2 separate regions of the Arabidopsis thaliana genome follow, and region 1 is linked to region 2. The links are chromatin contacts, called in public targeted proximity ligation maps. All regions are on one chromosome and are shown on one strand. The core of a region is the stretch at or near the end of the contact, and the rest is flanking DNA. Distances in the headings are between cores, read along the strand shown.

Evidence for each region.
Region 1: a targeted proximity ligation map of shoot shows a contact between it and region 2, with 11 read pairs. A contact is called at or near these places in 2 of 26 Hi-C or Micro-C datasets (root and seedling), 1 of 2 datasets of targeted methods (shoot) and 2 of 3 other capture datasets (seedling and shoot).

Annotation. Positions count from the first base shown.
Region 1 is chr4:8,877,410-8,882,451 of TAIR10.1, reverse strand. IAGLU (indole-3-acetate beta-D-glucosyltransferase) reads left to right here and starts at 3,125. Exons shown (of 1, transcript NM_117646.3): 1 at 3,125-4,862. The coding sequence starts at 3,151. The coding sequence ends at 4,575. It overlaps AT4G15545 (PH-response transcription factor), which reads right to left. Exons shown (of 8, transcript NM_117645.3): 8 at 4,653-4,977. The coding sequence ends at 4,885.
Region 2 is chr4:8,815,604-8,820,694 of TAIR10.1, reverse strand. ATB' GAMMA (Protein phosphatase 2A regulatory B subunit family protein) reads right to left here and starts at 3,773. Exons shown (of 4, transcript NM_001341040.1): 1 at 3,737-3,773; 2 at 3,265-3,648; 3 at 1,798-3,131; 4 at 968-1,723. The coding sequence starts at 2,988. The coding sequence ends at 1,346. It overlaps PUX5 (serine/threonine protein phosphatase 2A 55 kDa regulatory subunit B prime gamma), which reads right to left. Exons shown (of 4, transcript NM_117629.4): 2 at 4,793-5,084; 3 at 4,580-4,675; 4 at 3,880-4,479. The coding sequence ends at 4,099.

The sequences.
Region 1 (5,042 bases), core at 1,876-4,375, 62 kb before region 2:
TGTTATTGTTGAAAGCATACCATATTGACGACTTAGTGAATATGACTAAGTAAACTAGATCAATAAACACAAAACCTAGTTCTCAAACTTGATTTTTTCATAAAAAAGTTGTCTTATCAATAGATTGAGAGGTTTTCAAAAAGTTCAAAATATCAAAACGAATAGAGAAGATCTCGAGAGATTGGATAGTTGTGCGAATGCACTCTGATAAACCATTCTAACAACATACAATCAAACATGTTACTAACAACATTTAGGAGGAAACAGGTTCATTGATCACTCGAATGTCACCTCTTTATCATTTCCTTGTATTATCAGTGATCAACTTCACTTTTTGGAGAGGTTCAACCCTATTCCAAAAGGTAACTGTTTTCCCTTCATCTCACCATGTATATCATCATCTACTTCATATGACTTCTCTACTGATTCTAGAACACTACCATAAAAAAACATTCTCATTAACCTACCATTATATCCGTTCACATTGACATCTTCCAACACAACAAATTTGTATCTTCACAATGGAAAGAATAATGAAAATTACGAGTAGAAGTTGTGTTCTGGAAAGAGGTTCGGCTCAAATATTGGCAAGACCCGGTGCTAGAGCGGACCCAAAAAAATTAAGGGTTATTGGAAAAAAAATATTGGCCTATGATTATTATTAAAGAAGTGTGGTTTCTAATTATAGAAATGTTACTTTTAAGAAACTTGGATATTTCCATATTTATTTTTTAAACCAAATTTAGAATTTTAAGGTATATTTCTTGATTAGTGGTTCTGTTTTTTTAGATAACTAAGAATATTTTTAATTTTTTAAATATAAGTAGTTTTTTTTTTTTTTTTCAACACAACTTTGCTTTATTAACTTGTACCAGAATAATCAGCATGTTGTGCTTCTGCTATACAACGAGGGATGTAAAAATGAGAAACATATAATCATAATTAGTAGCTATTTGTTTTTCAAAAAAGTAGAACTTTTTGTATGAATTAAATAAAGATTTTTTTTTGGACCATATCGTCTAGCACTCCTAACACATGTGTTAAGTCGGGCCTGTAGGACCTATGGAGCTCAATTGATCACAAATTTCTCTAAACTCACGAAGATAATTAGGCAAGAATTCATTTTATCTCGAATCATTTGCAATTTACATCAAAGTTCAAGATAAAGAAACTAATTATTTTGTAAAGATATCATGTATACTCATGTGTGTGTTGATAGTGATGACTGAACTTTCCGAAAAAACGTGAGAAATTACTGTCTTTCTCAAAGGTTCTACTTTTTATTTTGTAAACCTTGAACCTTTTTGTCTAGAACTCACAAGACTCTTATAACATGAATGTCTTTAGTTTCTTATAATTTGTTATCAAGCTTTCTGTCTAAGACAGAAAATCTTATTGTGTTCTAACTTTGTGTAAACATATCTGTATATTTGTGTTAGAATGAGATTAAAAAGGAAATAATGGAACCATAATTATATATGAACCCAAATTCACTTGTTTTATCGAACTAATTAATAAAATGTTGCTATCACAGTTTATTTGCAAGCATGTTTTGAAATGTTTAACTCATAACATTTTTTTAGGGCCGACTGTGCAGTCCTCTTATTGATTAATTACATAATGGATCTGATGATGCACAAAATGGCTAGATACGTGACGATCAGGTTTTCTTGTCATAGTCGATATCTTTCTTTTTTAAGAATTTTTTTTATCCGATCTTGTTTGGACAAAAATCGAAAGTTTATCTTTCAAGTTTTGGGATAATTCTTTAATCTTTTTGCATGACATGTCGTCACTATCAAAAGATATTATTTTTTTTTAATTGAGATATCAATTACTTCATCCATATGAAATCAAATTAATTCTCCATGAGTAAATATTGAAGTCAAACTTCTTGAATATTATAAAACATAAAAACTTCACCTTTAATCATTAATCTAATAACTTAGTGTCGTGCCAATGATTAAGAGGCCTACGGCAAAAATTTAACAAACATAGCCTCTTTTTAAATTAACTAAAAACTCATATGTATAAAATATTTAATTTTGATTATTATTTTATTGTTGTTTTTTAAAACTTCCATTGGACAACTAGAAATTACTAAATACTTTTCAAACATTAGTAGAGAATAAGTAAAATACTACCATAGAAACATAAATATACACAAAAATATTTCCGATTTATGTCAAAAGCCCATGTGATTAAAAAAAAAAATGAATAAAGTTTTAGTGGAATTGTAGCTGGATATCTTTGGAAAAATGACTGTTAGTGAGGTAATTTTGCCAACAACACTAACATTTTCTTAAAAATGTGGCATCCTAAAATTAGGCTATAAGATGTGGCTTAGGGCATTTGCCCTTTTCATTACAGAGTAAGCACGGCTCTATACCATTCGTATCTTATCTTTATACTAGGTAGAGTTTGTACTGATATTATCGATATAGCTCAATTTCAAACCCAAAATATACATAAGTGATAGTTTTTTTGATAAAACATATATAGCAAAGAAAGTTGTTTGACATGGTGCAATCCCTACAAGCTAGCTACAATTCAGCATATTTTTCTAAGACTTTGGATTTGACTAGACAAATATAAACCAGTAGACTTTGGTGAATGAATAACACGATGAACGCCGCTTTTAAGACTGTCTCAGTCAATTCGGTCTTTATCTTTTGCATTAATGCGTTCAAATTAATGTCAAACAATTCTACTTTTTCACGTACGTTGAAAGTTCTTTTTCTTTTCTTTTTACTGATAAAAGGCTTTATAGTTGAATGTTCTCGTTCGTTATTTATCACTTACACATATATTCGTTAAATATCACTATCACTTATATACACATCTGATAAACTTGTGTATATCATGCATCGATTTCTTCAAAAAAAACAAAAAAAGTATGGTAGGCCAAATGGTCGTGTGCTCGTATCCACTGAATCCATATAGATTTTTCGTCATCACTAACGTCACAAAATTGCGTTGTTCAATGTTTAGTTAGTGGGGTTTGCTCTGTTTCTGTCTTTGTTTAATATTATTACTTTCCTATTTTCACTGAGATCAGATTTTGTCTGTCAGTATAAACTCTCTATAAAACCAAACTTTTGTGTTATTGTCTTTCATTAGTAACAACAACACCAACCAATAATTAAACAAATGGCCAACAACAATTCCAACTCTCCCACCGGTCCACACTTTCTATTCGTAACATTTCCAGCCCAAGGTCACATCAACCCATCTCTCGAGCTAGCCAAACGCCTCGCCGGAACAATCTCTGGTGCTCGAGTCACCTTCGCCGCCTCAATCTCTGCCTACAACCGCCGCATGTTCTCTACAGAAAACGTCCCCGAAACCCTAATCTTCGCTACCTACTCCGATGGCCACGACGACGGTTTCAAATCCTCTGCTTACTCCGACAAATCTCGTCAAGACGCCACTGGAAACTTCATGTCTGAGATGAGACGACGTGGCAAAGAGACACTAACCGAACTAATCGAAGATAACCGGAAACAAAACAGGCCTTTTACTTGCGTGGTTTACACGATTCTCCTCACTTGGGTCGCTGAGCTAGCGCGTGAGTTTCATCTTCCTTCTGCTCTTCTTTGGGTCCAACCAGTAACAGTCTTCTCCATTTTTTACCATTACTTCAATGGCTACGAAGATGCAATCTCAGAGATGGCTAATACCCCCTCTAGTTCTATTAAATTACCTTCTCTGCCACTGCTTACTGTCCGTGATATTCCTTCTTTCATTGTCTCTTCCAATGTCTACGCGTTTCTTCTACCCGCGTTTCGAGAACAGATTGATTCACTGAAGGAAGAAATAAACCCTAAGATCCTCATCAACACTTTCCAAGAGCTTGAGCCAGAAGCCATGAGCTCGGTTCCAGATAATTTCAAGATTGTCCCTGTCGGTCCGTTACTAACGTTGAGAACGGATTTTTCGAGTCGCGGTGAATACATAGAGTGGTTGGATACTAAAGCGGATTCGTCTGTGCTTTATGTTTCGTTCGGGACGCTTGCCGTGTTGAGCAAGAAACAGCTTGTGGAGCTTTGTAAAGCGTTGATACAAAGTCGGAGACCATTCTTGTGGGTGATTACGGATAAGTCGTACAGAAATAAAGAAGATGAGCAAGAGAAGGAAGAAGATTGCATAAGTAGTTTCAGAGAAGAGCTCGATGAGATAGGAATGGTGGTTTCATGGTGTGATCAGTTTAGGGTTTTGAATCATAGATCGATAGGTTGTTTCGTGACGCATTGCGGGTGGAACTCTACGCTGGAGAGCTTGGTTTCAGGAGTTCCGGTGGTGGCGTTTCCGCAATGGAATGATCAGATGATGAACGCGAAGCTTTTAGAAGATTGTTGGAAAACAGGTGTAAGAGTGATGGAGAAGAAGGAAGAAGAAGGAGTTGTGGTGGTGGATAGTGAGGAGATACGGCGGTGCATTGAGGAAGTTATGGAAGACAAGGCGGAGGAGTTTAGAGGAAATGCCACGAGGTGGAAGGATTTAGCGGCGGAGGCTGTGAGAGAAGGAGGCTCTTCCTTTAATCATCTCAAAGCTTTTGTCGATGAGCACATGTGATTTTGGTATCAGAAATTATAACAACACTCCGCTTTTCTGTTCTTCCTTGCTCTGTTTCAATGTTTACACAATACAGTAGACAGTATTTTGGATGTTGATTGGTTAGTTTTGAAGATGATGAAATGTAATTTATTCAAGAAGAGAGAGATAGATAGATACACGAGAGAGCACAAATGATACAATCAAATTGTCAGTTTTACTTGGTCTTACTTGACAGCCAAGGAAACAAAAGAAATTGAATGTTGCAGACTGATGAATCCTGAGTTTCCGAGTATATAAGTTCTTTGTGTAACTGAAGAAGCCAAACTCTTAGTGAGCGTTGCGTGTGATCAAGCCCTCGAATATGACGTAGAGATCTCTGTTATCGCCTCCAAATATCTCTTCAGCTTTCCTAAGTGTTTCCTAGAAAACAAAGAAGAAAAGACATTGCAGGTCGAATCAGAATCCAAGTTTTGAATCGAAAGAGG
Region 2 (5,091 bases), core at 2,524-5,023:
CACTATCTATATATACATTTTTGCAACCATTTTAGCAAATAAATCCTGGACTTGAACTTATTTACAATCTAATGCCATTAGCATTAAATCTTTTTTCCAAAATAATTAATTTTATTTTAAATTTTTGATTTAAATAGTCAATCACATTATCAATCAAATTTAATCCCAACAAAATTCAAATCAATCCCTTAAAATTAGCATAGACATTTGTTAACAATATTTTAAAACAAAGTTTTTTGTTAAATAAATATTATTCTTACTAACCGTTTTTTGTTTAAATAAATAAATTTTGTATTTAAACTTATTTACAATGTCATGTCACTGACATTAATTATTTATTAATGAAAATATTTAATTAAAGATTTAAATCTTCTAAATCCTTGCTTTTAGAGTTATTATGTCATTACCTTATAAGCAAAAATATTAATTTTTTAAATATTATTATTTATATATTTAAAATTTATAAAACATTATTAATATTTAAACTTATAAAAAGTTTGATATATCACAATTTTTTAACATCATTATATAATATATAGAGTTTAAAAAAATCTTAATTTTTTCTGTCACATTTTATGATTCAAAATTTTAAAAATGAACATATATTAACCAATTGGCAAACAATGTGTGGGTTCAATGTCCTGCATCGACAAAAATATTTAGAGAATGATTTATAAACATATCATAAATAAGATCAATATTAATATAAATAAATGATTTTTTTACAGGACAGGTTTGGCGGGACGGGTTTGGCAGGACGTTACTTAATAACAATTGTAAACTATAAAATAAAAATATATTATAGATAGATACAATTTGCAAAAAAAAAATTATACTAACTTTAAATTAAAATCTAGTGTTATATATGATTTTTGTATTTTCTAAAACTCACACGAAAAAAAACATGACTTGTTTACGAAAATGCCGTTGCATATATACCGAACCAAACCGAGATTCGATAACTTCGGTTATGATTTGGTTAGTAGGGGAGCTAAATTAATGAACTTCAAAGCATAAAATACAATTCATTCCACAATACAAATACGAATAATTGTTTAGTCGTCCTCTCAAGAACTATATCTATAAGCCATATTTCTTACACCTCAGATTGTTATTCAACTAAGAGCTGAGTAAGAAAAAAAAAGGATCAGAAGCAACAAACAATTGAACCCATGATTCCATAAACCTGAAAAAAATGTTATAATTAAGTATTCACTGATGATATTGCCCTTCTTAATCATCGTGCTTAATCTTCTTCAAGGACTGATCCTGATGCTCGAACGGATCGATACAATTCTGCTGGATTGTTTGAAAGTATGTCTCGGTGATAGAGAGCAGAAAGTGTTCAACTACCCGAAGTTTTACCGGTTGCAAGAGTAACTGAAGATGAAAATCGGGGGACGAGCACTGCCTCGTTGCTTACGGATTTCGAAGCTGCTAACTCTTCCAAAAGCTTCCATGTTGCTTCTCGTTTGGCTACAACCTCGGTTTCATTCGCTTCATCTTCTTGGAACTTGGCTAAGCATTCATCAAACAGAATTTGGTCTGTCTCTGCCATTACCTTTCTCACATTCAAAGTCAGACTCTGAACTGCTTGGTTCCAATGCCCCCGTGTGTTTCTCTCCATAGCCGGGAACACAATGGGCATTATCACTTTATGGTTTTGAGTAATCAGGTTTCTTATGTGATCGTTGTTCCATAGAAATAGAGCCCTTTCAGCCACCTGACAAAAGAAGCAACTTTGAATATAACCTGCAAAATTGCGAGACTATATGAACAACTTATCGAGAGTCGCACCTGAAAATGTGAACTGTTGAGGCATCTAGCGATTTGACGAAATAAAGGAACCATACATCGCTGAAACTCAGCTGCTTGAGTTGCTTCCAAAACTTCTTCCAACTCTCCAAGAAACATAACTTCCTTTGAACTATTAGTCACAGGCCAATACTTTAGAAGTCCTCTAATGACCGTATCAGCAAGCTTGAAGTCTTTCTCTACAAACTGAACAATGCAATAAGAAAGCTGTTGATGATAAGCAGATGCACATTTAGGTCTGTGGAGTGGAATCAATGCCCGGATTAGGAAGAGCTTATGCTCTTCTTTTAACGGTAAAGCGAAACCGTTGATTATACTTCCTAGTATCTCAAGCAACTCTGCAATACCGTTATGCTTTTCGGTTTCAAAAATGAATCTGTAGAAGATATTGTTGATCGCCTTTCTGATAAAGGGTCGGTGCACCATGAATTTCCCGTATATCCGATGAAGAATGGTCTTTAGATATTCCCTCTCTCTCTGGTCTTCAGAGTCAAACAAATCCAAGAGCTTCAAGACAAATGAATGGTCAATATATCTCTTTGCAAGCTTTGCATCAGTCATAGGCGAGGCCACAAATCTAAGAAGAAGCTCATAGACAACTTGAAGATGAGGCCAAGCCGGCTCTAAAGCAGGTTCCTCATCATCCACATCAAGCGTTTCGAGAATCTTACTCTCGTGATTCGCAGAAGGAAACGTCCTGAAAAGATTAACAACAGCCACTTTCGCAATCTCTTGCATTGCAGCATCACTCAACTTTGTAGAAACCGTTGCAATATAATCAACAAGCTCAAGCAAAGTCTGTCTCTTTATCTCTTTCTCTCTCAGATTCTTCGACGGATCATTGAAGTCGAACACAACGCAACACATACTCAACTTCTTGATAAACAGATTAGGTTTCTCCGAGGTAGGAACATCTCTAAAGCTTGGCAATGCTTCATAAACTCCATTGACTTGATTGGTTCTGTTAGAGCTCGTTGAAGAAGGAGCAATAACAGTTCCATTTGCTCCATTCGAATTCGATGCGGATGATTTCGAAGAAGGCTTCGAGATACTACTAATACCCGAATTGGGAATGTAATATGAATTAACCCCACCTTCTCCGTTTGGATTCGAGTCATTATGCGAAGATTTTGAAGGTTTTCTGGGCAATTTCCCAAATATCTGTTTGATCATAATTACAGAAACCCTAAATTATCTCCCCACAAAAGGGCCAAAACCCTTCCCTTTTTTTCTCTACTTCGCAACAAGCCTAAACTAAACCAGTAAAACCCAAAAGCTTTGGTTCTAAATCAAAACCCTAATCATTGAACACAGCCCTGCATGTAGACAAAGCCTAAATTCATAATCGGAAACACAATCTCATAAACAGAATCAAAGATTAGCTTAAGAAGATCCAGAGAAAACAACAAAATGTAAACTTTGGAGAGAGGAGGAAGAAGAGGAGCTTACAAATGGCAGATGAGTAGAGAGAGAGATCTGGGCACTGGAGATGAATGAAATCAAGAGAAACCCTAAGAAAATGGCGAGCTTCAAGTAAAAAAGGAAGGATCTTTGTGATAAACCCTGTAAAAACAGCTACTTTTTCTCGCCCTAAACTGAATCGAGAGCAGAGGAAAGAGAAAAAAAGGGGAAAAGGCAACGAAGCCCAGCAAAGAGAAAAAAAAAATCTGGGAAGTTACAGAACACACAACACGAAGATTAAGGTTGTAATGAAAACTAAAATAGGAAAATAAATTAATAATTGTCCTTCGCTATCTCTTCCTCTGTAGATTTTCACTGTAAATCTCAATATCTCTGGCTTTCTTTGGATTCCGAATAACAGACATTATAGAACTGTTTACAAAAAAATAAAATTAATTTTCCAAAAAAAAGGTTTTGAAGAGAACAAGGAAAATGACAGATGGGCAGGTACGTTAATTACCATTATGTCCCTGATATTAGGAGAGCGTATGTGTGTGGAATTTATGCAGAAGCTGGTCAATTCGTCAATTCACGAGTCCAAGGATATAAGTAATTTGCTCATTGGATAATATTTTTTCGATTATTCTTTCTAAAAGATATGGTAGTAGCTAGTCGATTGAAGAAATAAATAAATTATGCAAAAGCTAAACTGCTAAAGTTATTAATAAATCTGAAGAAAAGAGTTTGATAAATCTACGAAAATCCAAAGCCTCTAGAGCGTTGACCAGATAGTTAGAGACTAAAGTCAACGATCAGGTTCAAAAACACAAAAGCAAAAAAAAAAAAAGAGAGACATAAATCGAAGGGATGAGTTATGTAAGTCTAGAATTTCTGGATGACGACGGCATTAGCTATACCAGCTTGCTCGATGGTTTGGTCCAATTCTGTCAATTGTTTAGGAGGGAACCCCATGGTTAGCAACTGGTACTCTTTGGAGCCACCGGGTCTAGAAGCGTCGATAAACCCACGTACATCTCTGACAGTGTGGTGGTTGTTGAACCTGGAGACAAGGCGTGTTCCGTCTGCTAATCTGAGCTGGATAGAGGTTGTCGGTGCTGCTGGATCTACAACTAGCCCTCTTGATGGTGCTGGTGCTACGTTCATTGGGGCAGATGAAGCTTGTGGTGCTGAACTTGAACCAGATCCGCTGGCTCCTAGGGTTCTTCCTACACCTTGGAATGGATTTTTAGGCTTTGGTGGTTCCTGTGAGTCAAAAGATACAGACGTTAAAAGAATCCTATGAGTGGCTTCTCCAGAGAATAGGTTAACGAGATTATTATTGATAGATGGGAATGAGACTTACGGTGAAATTTTCTCCACGCCTGACCAGATCGACATGAACAGGGATCTTCTTATCTGCTGGTTCGAGTTCGCTGGGGCACTCTGACCTTGAGATGCTCTGCAAAAGACAACATATATATTAGGGATTCAAAGACTATCCAAGTGAGTAAAGACAAGTATCAAGCTTGATTTCCATGGAATTGTAGTTACTAATTAGAGAAAATCTGGACATTACATTCATAAAGGCTGCGTTTTCAGGGTCACTGAACCCTCTTAACGGACCATCATTAACAGTGAAACCATTCAACCAGAAAGTGATGGTGTGCATAATCCTTTGAGGCTGCTCTTGCTGTTGTTGCTGAGGAGAAGACGAAACAGCTTCACCAGACAACAAACGCGCAGCTCCAGTGAAGCTTGTAGAAGCTGATCTTGATGGTTCAACAGGTCTGTCTACAGCTGACTGCCTAGCTTGGTCAAAAAGTTCATCAACATCTTTCACTTTCTTAGGATCTTGTACCATCATCCCACTACAAC